Regions from separate parts of the Gasterosteus aculeatus genome. Here region 2 is linked to region 1. Evidence: chromatin contacts called from public Hi-C data. All regions are on one chromosome and are shown on one strand. The core of a region is the stretch at or near the end of the contact, and the rest is flanking DNA. Distances in the headings are between cores, read along the strand shown.

Evidence for each region. A called contact is a pair of places that touch in the nucleus more often than the background predicts.
Region 2: a Hi-C map of blood and trunk muscle shows a contact between it and region 1, with 2.1 times the contacts expected there. The contact joins the enhancer-like site here to the promoter of dmrt2b in region 1. A contact is called at or near these places in 4 of 6 Hi-C or Micro-C datasets (blood and trunk muscle, skeletal muscle, tail fin and 1 more).

The regions. Positions count from the first base shown.
Region 1 is chr8:10,184,393-10,189,685 of fGasAcu3.hap1.1, forward strand. It overlaps dmrt2b (doublesex and mab-3 related transcription factor 2b), which reads right to left and starts at 1,766. Exons shown (of 3, transcript XM_040185267.2): 1 at 763-1,766. The coding sequence starts at 1,137.
Region 2 is chr8:10,223,977-10,229,805 of fGasAcu3.hap1.1, forward strand. No RefSeq gene overlaps it. Among protein-coding and RNA genes, the nearest start is that of lrp8, 15 kb to the right of the region's middle. Within about 2 kb of position 3,960, at least 1 of the 9 cell types and tissues checked has open chromatin away from gene starts, as enhancers often do.

The DNA.
Region 1 (5,293 bases), core at 516-3,015:
ATATATGTATATGTATATATATATATATATATATGTATATATATATATATGTATATGTATATATATATATATATGTATATGTATATATATATATATGTATACGTATATATATATATATATGTATATATATATATATGTATACGTATATATATATATATATGTATACGTATATATATATATATATGTATATATATATATATGTATACGTATATATATATATATATGTATATGTATATATATGTATATGTATATGTATGTATATATATATGTATATATATATATATATATATATATATATATATGTATATATATATATATATACATATATAACTATTCATTAAATGTAACTCATGTTCCAAATCTCTAAAAATATGAATTTGTTCTGCATGGTTGCAGAAAAGAAAACTATCTGTGGTCAATTGTAAACTGTTTTTAGAAAGTTGAGCAGTCTTGCGACGGGCCACAGAATGGTCGAACTATCTCACACATTAGTTGAATCATTAATCATCATTGCAAAATCAGGCTTGCAGCTTTATTTTTAACCAGAGCATAAAAATGTGATTTTGCTTTAGAAAATCCAATCTAGCGAAAGAGCACATTAGAGTTTCTATACTCTCTTATAGTCACACTTTAAATACTGTTTAAAACTCACGTCCTGCACCTCACTTTGGTACCAATATGTGCCTATTAAATAAATTAACTGCAAGTGAACAAACGCCGAGAGGACATGTTTTAGCCATCCCATCATCCTCCATCACTGACCTGCCCTTGCGCCCTCCTCACCTCCGCCGCTTGCTGCCTCCTCAGGGCGACCTGCGCCGCCATGACGCGCTGCCGCTCCACCACCAGCAGGCAGCAGTCGCAGCGGCAGTCCCTCCAGCGGCAGAAGCGTTTGTGGCCTTTCAAACACGACACGACGCCGTGGTTGCGGCAGCGGGCGCATTTGGGGCTGCGGGTCATCTGGCGGGTCGTCGGCTGGTGGCGCTCGGGAGCCGCGTCCGCTCTGTTGCGCCCTCCGTCCCCGCGGCAGACGCGCGGCGCGGCGCATCCGTCAGGGCTCGTCGCGTCTTCGGATTTGAGTGCGTCAGGTCTTGCCGTGGTCTCCAGCTGCGGGCCTGCTTCCAGCTGAGAGGACATCTATGACTGATCAAATGGGATTCCCACTTCCAATCCGCGGCGCGCTACGTCGCCGATTAATATGATCAACTCACTAAAGTAGAAGCGTTAGTTGTGCAACGAACGGCACGCGGGAATATGTTGTTTTTAGGCATAAAACGACGCAGCGGGAGGTTGATTCCGGGCTTTCAGAGAGGCGAATTCCAATTTGAGAAACCTGGAAGGTGCGGTGCGGTGCTCCGGCCCGCAGCTACATGACCGTGTTTGCAGGGAGTAAACTTTGCAGCCTGCCGCCAGACGTTTGAAATGTTGAGCGTCTCTCAGCTGACCGGGTCACAATGCCGAGCTGCCGGTGAGGAAAGATTTTAAATGGGTTTGCGACACAGCAACTCCCTCTGCCTATAAGCCTCTGAGTCCTACCTGCCTCGTCCCGCCCTGCCCACCTTCTTGGTGCTTCTCATCTTTCAAGAGATTTGGGTTCCGGCCCGACCCACATCTCCAAAGTCTTCTTGCCGAGGGTTTCCAGTGCTATTATACGTGATTATTTTAAGATTAGTGATAATATAGGCTATACGGAGAGAGAGGGCGAGGTGAACAGTAGACCTACTCATTAGGAAACGTGTCCGTAAGGATGTATATTATATGCATGTGAGCTCCGTGTTTTACCAGACTGACACGCTATGGACTCATTACGCACGCGCCTTGGGGAGAATAACCTTGTGGCGAATGAGAGAAAGACAGAGGGATAATTACATTTTCATATTATCTAATCTTCATGCTCATATTTATTCATTATACTGTTAAATAATGCAATGATGTAATGGCTCTCTTGATGTTTCCAGCATTTCATGCCCTTATATAATTTTAAAGAGCATGCATATCCACTCAAAGCAGGTTTGGATAATTGTTTTAACACAAATTTACTAAAAGTAGGTTATTAAAATCCGCACCTTTTTGAAAATGAACGTATTTGCACAGTGCTGTCAGGTATTTCCATAGATATAATAGATTGAAGCAAATGTGAATACTTGGTTCATCATTCATACATGCTGCTAGGACAAAATATTATGAATACATTCAGTGAATCCAGTTAGATGTTGGTGTGATGCTGCACTCATCTCCTAAAAATACCGCATCGTGTATTTAAAAACCTGCTGTTTCCCTGAGTCAAAATACAGCACCTTAGATTCCATCGCGATGGTATGAAAAGTGTGCTCCCTACTGGTTTAAATCTGCCACTACACCTTAGGGTAGTTCTTCCAGGAGAGCGAATCAGGGCTCACTAATTAGTCTGATTTGCATTTGGGGGAAGACATGCAAATGAGTCGGATGTGTCGTTAATGCTACCCGACGTTCTATAGCCAAACTAATCGATACTGACCACCAACCCGGAATCCCACCACCCGAGTTTGGATAACTATGATAACTATTTAATTAGTACATGTGTTATGAACAAAGCAATGCTTCAGAGAGACACACCGAGCCTGAGATTAAATGTAATACTTGCAAAGTTTGGAATTGAAAAATAAAATTGAATCACTACAAGTGTTCTTTTATTATTAACAGCATTCAAGTTGTATCACCGTGAGGCTTTTTTAATGTGAACTGTTGTGGAATATTTCAATAAACTAGTTAATCAGCGCTGAGAAGCTGAATAACATTCTCCTCACAAAAATTTAAATTAACTCCTAAAAGCACTGAAATAACAATCTTACATACATGAATAGCTCAGTAAAAAGTAAATACAAGGAAAAGAGTTCTATAATACTGCATATATTATTTTTACCCAGAAAGCTTCGGGGCTCAGATGGCGAAGGCTCAGTAACCACTGGTCTTGATCTTAGATCCTATAGTCATGGCCAGAAGTGCCCTGCCAGGAGATGTCTGCTGTCAGCTCATAAAAGGTTAAAAGATCAGATATCAAAGATGTATCTTGAGTCAGAGCCGACCGCGCCTACGAATATGATCGCCACAGTTATACAACCGATTGTGATGAGCTGATCATTTTCTATGTAATCTGGAGGTTCTGCCACAGCTCTATATTTGTTAACATTGGTTTAAATTATTAAAATAGAGTTGTACATTTTTAAATCTTTCAGATTCACAATCAGTTCGTTCCAAAAAACTGGAAATATCTTCAAATCTGTAGACCAGAGTGACTTTGAAAAAATTGAATATGTATTTTATCAACCAGATACAGCGACATGTGTCTCATCACTGTCAAGTGGAGTGTATGCATGTATAAATAGAGCAGTGGTGCAGACGGAGCACACTAGTCCACCAGCGTGCAGGTCAACTGGATGCGACATACCTCCAGTTTTCTTGGAGTGCTCCAACAAACCGTCAAAGGGAATATGGAGAAGGTGCTGAGACAATTTACTCCTATAGTGAAAGTCCTCCAGGTCAGGTGATAAAAGCAGCCGCCACACTGACCCCGTAGAGCGGGAAGCGAGGAAGGCAGTATCAAAGGAAGCTACGCCCGGGGGCTTCAATTCTCTGGGGAATTGGTAATAAGCGAAGGCCTATCACACCAAGCGCAGAATATTCTTACAATTGAAAAAATGTGAACACGTGGTGTCCTGCACACGGTGTTATTATTACATTATCTGTGATTACATATTATATCAGACATTACCGGCTATGGACTTTTTAGAACAGAGCTGTTAAGCATCAAATATATTTGCAATAGTTATTTTGGCAGGTCCACAAAATTAACATTCCTTATGTTTAAATATTTAAACACCGAGTTAAGATGAACATTTAAAATATTACACGCAATAATGTAGCAAATATAATTTTTGGCCCGGTTGGAAAACCAAATATTTTATGACAAAGTAATAATGAATAAAAAATATTGTAATAATACAAAAAATGACTTCTTAATACAAAAAATTAAGAAGTTGTAATTGTTGACAGCTAGTGCACCTACTCCCACGTGGTTAGCACCGTCGCCTCACAGCAAGAAGGTCCTGGGTTTGACTCCGCCCAGTGGCCTTTCTGTGTGGAGTCTGCATGTTCTCCCTGTGTCTGCGTGGGTTCTCTCCGGGTTCTCCGGCTTCCTCCAACAGTCCAAAGACATGCTCTGTGGATCAGGTTGATTGGTGACTCTAAATTGCCCGTAGATGTGTGAATGGTTGTGTGTCTCTGTGTCAGCCCTGCGATTGGCTGGCGACCAGTCCAGGATGTACCCCGTCTCTCGCCCGAAGTTGGCTGGATAGACTCCAGCCCCCCGCGAACCCTGTGCCAATATAAGCGGTTTGAAAATGGATGGACCTACTCCCACAACCATCTTCACATCTAGTCCTTTTGTGCAGGTGTGGCAGCATGATGCCTTCCTTCCGGAGAGGAAACCGTTCTTACTTTTATAAGTATGTCCCTGAAAAACACATAAACACAAGTTGCTGAAGGATTCAAGCAAACCACAAATGCTTTTAATTTCCAGTAGAAAAGAGTCTACGGGTGGATGAGTACTTGGCACCTAATGGGTGGGACATGCATTATGTTGTGAAGTATATTCATGCAAAGCAAGTAAGCATCCCCCTTTTGAATACACTCCGCTCTGCTCCACCGCCTGCAGTGGAAGAGCATCTCTCAAAGCCTGTTGACTCACAGACCAATTGACCGTCATGAGCAGTGACATGGTGCCGTGTCCATCTACTTTGATTTTCGTAGCAGAGATGGAGTTTGACGTAATGCTCGGCTCCCACTATCCGACCTGCCAGCGTGTCCCCCGCCATCGCCCCCCACCCCCTCCCACCCCCACCCGCCACCGACGCCCTCAATCGACTTGTGAGGGGAGTCAAACAAAACACACAAGTAGCAGACAACCTGTTAGTTACACTGAATGACAAGAGCCGTGCTCCAACTTTGTGTAATATGCTGAAGTTTAGCGAAGGAAAGGAGCTGCGAGGCAGCGCTGCGTCGTCAAACCAAAACCCTGAGCTGAATGTCAACTCACTTCAAAGAGAGTGAAAAAAAAGGGCCTCTTGGCTGCACAAAGGCTTTTGCACCTTTATCCACCTACTTCCAAAGAGCATGGCAGTTATCAGCGTAAGGCAGAGGCTATTAAGCTGACAGTTTTTCCAAGGGGGGTTTAACCTGCACCGTAGAGAGTATTTGAGTCTGTCAAGCCTGTTAAGATGGAACAAAAGCTTGCTTGGATAAATGCACTGCCAAC
Region 2 (5,829 bases), core at 2,710-5,209, 42 kb after region 1:
GTCAAATTGTATGCTTTTCTCTAGATTTTGGTTGGCGAGAAGAAGAAGAAAGAATTCATTCATTATAAGAAGATAACCTTTAGACTGCACCTGTTTACTTGCAGAGTAATTGTTTCCTTGAAAACACGTTTGTCTGTTGATGCTTTGGGTTTTTTAGAATAAAAACTTCCTTTCTCACTCCTCTTCTCCATCTGGCTCAGTCAATTTATTCTTTTGTCCGTTTTCTCTAACAAAATACTCCCTTCGTACGTCTCATAACCTCACGCTTGCTTTGTCTGATTTTCAAGCATACTTCTGATTTTTTCACTCATCTGTGCCATCTTTAAACTTTGAAAGCCCCTGTTCTTTTTCTCTCTATTCTCACTCCTTGTCCCTCTTTAAATATTACAAGCTCTTTTCCTGCCTTTTCTCTCTGTTTCAACCAGTCTAAATCTCACCATCAACCACCCTCTGCTTGCTGTCCTCCCCCTCTGTTCTCCATCTTGTTTGATGACACCTTTGATAGAAGAGGAGTTGGTGAAATAGCTGACGGCGTCGTCCTTCCTGTGAATACAAATGGATTCAACTGCTGATGAAACAAACAGCGATTCTCTGCAATTCAACACAATACAATTCCAATATAAGCCTAACTGAGATATGGCAAATTTAACCCTTTTCAGGTATTTACATTTTGTATAGAGGAAGCAGATATTGAAAGCTTTGCTATCATTTCTATCCAACTTACCAATTTTGCTAAATAAGAGAAAAGATTTTTCTTATTGGCAACTGTTATTTTTATTTAGAAAATGTTTGGTTGTTGTACTGAACAAGTCATTGGTAGAAGATGGGCAATGAGCTTTGACACCCAGAGACAAGGATTTGCACTGCACACACTGAATAAGCAAGGAAATGTATTTTGTTGTCCGTTGATTTAACAATCCAAGAGAAGGATCGCAGAGAGCCGTGTAACAGACACAAGACCTGTTCCTTCTTATGTGGACCCTGGCAACCCTGATTCCCATTCCCAAAGGATGGACTGGGAATCAGGGAAAAGGTTTGTGGACCTTTTATGTCAATTCAATCAGGAGAGACAATGAAATAGCGCAAAATCTTTGCCGATTGGACTCCATCCTAAACCAGGAGGACGTGACTCTGGACTGTGACAGCAACAATATGATTGGTTTGGAGACGCACTTTCCTCACCTGATGTGACATCCATAACACGCATACATGTGTCTGACTTCAAAGACAATACTGACGCACAGAGTCATTTTCTGGCTCTCAATTTAAAGTTACTCCTCAAGCGGCAGAATGTCTCAGCAAAGCAGGATTAGCCTCCAGTCAGTTTGTCAGAAAACAATCAGCAAAACCCCAAGAACTGCAATAATAATTCCTATTTTACTTCTCTACATTTGTAGCTATGTGGTTATTAAGCACTTCAAACCTTAATTCTCCTCACCACTGGACCATTGTTGTTTTTTTATTAGTTGTAATATTTTAGTCAATAATACAACCACCTGTAAATATGTGTTATTTCTTAAACTACTACTTATTTCAAAAAGGATGTTTCCTCCATCTCTGTCAAAACATATAATAATAAGTTTATTCCATTAAGCTTTCTCATTATCTATATATATATATATATATATAGAAGCAAACATGAATGGATTTTGTCTATTCTTTTGATTCATATGAAAAAAAAAGTGTGTAAATCGACGCGAGCAACCAAGTTTACTTATATGATTAAAAACAGATTAAATCAAATGTCAGATCATTAAGCTCCAATTCTGGGGCTGATGTTTCTGTCGTCTAGCAGTGGGATTGGGGCTGGAGAGGACATGAGGGTGGATGCCTGGATCAGTGCCCTGGCTCAGTGCTAAATCCCAGCGCTCATCCCTATCAGTATGGAAGAGATGAGCAGCCCCCCCCCCCTCCACAGAAAAAGACCCAGATGCAGAGTGAGAATCAAACGTTTGAATGTGAAACAGGCTATTAGTGAACCAATAAAGGGTAAATTATGTAACATGCATGCAGATTGAGAATGTCTTTGACCGAATAAGTGTGGCTGCATAGAGATGGCACAGCGACATGCTGCAGGGGGGAATTCAAGCAACAGCTTGATCTCTGACTGCAGTCCATGCTTCAGTTTCCTCTTTCCCACCTTTGGAGGACTGCGATAACTTGGGGCCAAGCCTTAAAATGCTGCTCTGCTCTTAAGTAGCTGGCAGAGACTGAGGACAGCTGCCTGTCATTCCCTCTATACCTCTTCCTCCTTCTCCTCAGACTCTTTCCCAGTTCATATGGCCTTTCCTACTCGCTCTCTCTTTTTACTCTCCTCTTTTCAAATTGTCTCATTACCACTGGATGTAACCAGCTTCCCGGTGGCAACATGATTCCCTCCCGTGACCCCGTATCTCAGCGGGCCTCCAATCAACACATGCTTAGAGTGGAGGACCTTCCCTCTCTTTCACCCCACCCTCCATTTGTTCCCCCTCTCAGTGTCTGCATCCATCAGGGGCTGACGTAGCTTCTCATCCAGTGGGCCACTTTTTAGTAACACGTGATTAACAGCTCACTTCAAAGGTTAAAATAGTTACTGCATTACTATATCAAATTATTTATAAATCAACAAAATATATAACTGAGTAAAAAATGCGTAATATATCCCAAGGAATAAATAAATATTTATTTAAATGAATCAACTAAACAATAGTCCCCATGTTTAACCAACCCAACAACAGTGTAACAGCGTTATATTTGAGTGAATGATTTGGCAGGAGTTTACTAGTGTGCAGGAACGACCTTCTGGATGTGTTCTTTGGTGATGGAGAGGGTTGCCCGGGTTATCCAATACGGATGATAATAATATCTCATCTCACGATAGAGCTCTTCCTCATAACAACAATATTTAGTCTGTTGGTGACGGCGGCTCTAATGCTGCTCCCCCAGCAGACTACAGAGAAGTACAGAGCACTGGCCACAATAGAATGGTACAACATCTCAGACATCTTGCTGCACGCATTGAAGGATGGAAGTTTCCTCTTGGAAAAGAGTAGTTCTTGTACACGCCATTGTTGTGGTAAGAGTACAAATCTGCTGCTCCTAAAGGGTGATCGTGTTTGTATCACCTAAGAACTGCTATTTTTCTAGACACAGAACCTAATTTACTGTATGCGACACTTCAACCTGGACGTTTTAAAGCTGCAAGTATCATGCAATGCATTCATTCTGTTCAAAACACTACTACGTGTTTACAACATAGTTGCAGCAATAAAAATACCAAAGCAGGGCACGCAGTAATATGGAGCTGGAGCTATATCTGAGCCCTATATCTGTTAAAGCAGCTTAATTTGGCTTGTTCAGGCAAATAGAGGCCAAAAAAAAGTGTGACAGAAACAGATTAAATGTCGCTTTATCGGCCACGTGCAGCAGAGGACGGTGGAAATCCCCTGGTATTATTTTCAGTTAGATTGAAATCTGATTCTTGGTTTCATTTTTCTATTTGAGGTTTCATTACAGGGTGTAAATAAGTATAGATAAATACAGGACAGTGGCATCTGGCCAATAGAGGGCAATGGGACGTTGCCCCACCTGTAGCGGCCCTCCTTCAACCCCCAAAAAAGAGATAGATAAGATAAAATGAAATTATGAAAAATGTGATTTTTTAAGATATGGAATGTACCCAGTAATATTTGTAAAATATCATATCTGTACAAAATCTATGCTTTTCCTGCACGTCCTTTCTGGTTAAACGTACGCCCTGTCTTCAAGCCACTTGTTGATTAAATACCAAAATATGTGACGTACAAATTAGCCAATCAGCGTCCTTAGACAGACTCAGTCTTGGGGTAACATTGTTTTTTCCCTTGCACGTTCTCTTTGAGTAAAGTTAAGAGCACGATTTTATTTCCATTCAAGCAGACAAGACGACTGACCTATATACAGTACATAGCGTAGTGACCCTGTTCAGTGGGGCAGTGTGTTTGGACTGTGTGTCACATCACCTCTAGTAGTGTTACCAAATATATTTTGTACACAGTGCTGTTCCTGGATGTTTGGTTAACATTTTAGTTTCGCTATTCGTCCTGCTATCCACATGGGATTTAATGCTGTAAGTGTTTTGTTTAGTGTTGATGTGTTTAGTTTTGCCAGATAAATTGATCTCTCTTCCAATCAGCTAACGTTGTAGTCTGTAAATTTCCTCCATAAATGTGAATAAATTGGACTAAATACTATAAACATTTACAAAGTGCAACCTTAAAACTCTACCACGGAATGGAGTCAACACAAAACTTATAACGAAGCAATTTATGCAAATTTTCAAATCAGCTAGCACGTATTGCAGGACTCTCATTTACATCACATGCAAACACAAAACATCCATATATCATTCTCATTTTATATGGACATTCTTTGTACGTGTTCATCGAGATCAAGAACAGCTTAAACATTTTGTTGTGTTGCATGATTTTATTACTCTAATACGTTTCCATATCAGATTGGGTGTGACATTTCACGAATCAAAAGGTAATGATAATAATAATGATGATAATGAAGGAAATGATCTGGAGGCCAGAGCAGGCATTTAGACACTTCTTGATTGATCAGCTCATTGCAAACAATTGCATTTCTGTGCAATCAGATTTTTCCTTCATACACGAGCTGTCCACTGAACCAAGGTGCCAGTGTCTCCGTCTTTACTGTATATTTTTCACACTATATCCTCTTTTGAATCCCTCCAATAATAAAGCATGGACACATACGCCGCAAGAGTAAATACAGTTGTTTGAGCCAGTGGAAAAATTGCCCTATTTCAATGATGCTCAGTAGAGATACACATGCAGGCACATCTGGCATGAATGCAGAAGACTGAGCATGGAGAGTTTAAGGTGATGCTGCTATTTATAGATATTTTATTTTCTGTACTGAATCTCTCTTAATAAGGCTGCTGACTGCATAACCAAATATCAAGCATGAAGTGGATCGGTATGGTCTGTGTTGAGCATCCAGTGGCACTGATGAGTAAACTGTCTGGATTCATATTGCGAGATCTTTGTGCATGCTGTTTGCAAGAAATCATTTTTGCTGGTTAAAACATTGTCATCAAACCCCAAATACTGTTCAGTATTTGCACACAAACAAGTATTTTCTTTTTAAAAGTGGTTTGGCTCAAAGGTTGGACTGTAATAAATCCTCATTGAACATGACTTGATTTGTTTGGACAGTCGGGAAAGTGATAATGATGATGTAGTTTTATCAACAATCTTGTAGAAAAATATTTGAAGAGTTGAAGGACTATACATGCATGGTCCCAAGAGCTGCAGCGCTAAGCTCTTGGCATAGATTTAGATGGGGGTTCTGTTGGCTGCAACTTATTTATTTTGAAAATGTTAAGGGAAACAATCTCTGTGCACTCATTTAAATATCTCTCTCGGCCCCCACACTCTCTCTCTCTCTCTCTCATATATACACACACACACACACACACACACACACACACACACACACAGTGCTGCCCATTTACTTGGGCCCTCCAAACTAAAGACAAAGCCTCTGTCAAGTGGGATTTAGCAGCGACATGGGCAGCGCTGGCTGAGACTGCCAGCGACATCATTTGGAAGTGGCGCCTCTTCTGCATGAACAGGAGGGTTTATAAAAGGAGCTGGAGGAGGACATGGAGCAGTTTGATGTGTTAGACATGTTCAGTGTGTGTGTATGTGTGTGAGGGAGAACGGTAAGGAGTGTGAGTGAGTGTGAGAGAGTGTGTGTGTGTGTGTGTGTGTGTGTTCATTTAAGTGTTCCACTGCAATGATTCCTGTCCGTCTGTTTTTGAGAGTTTCAACAGGAGAT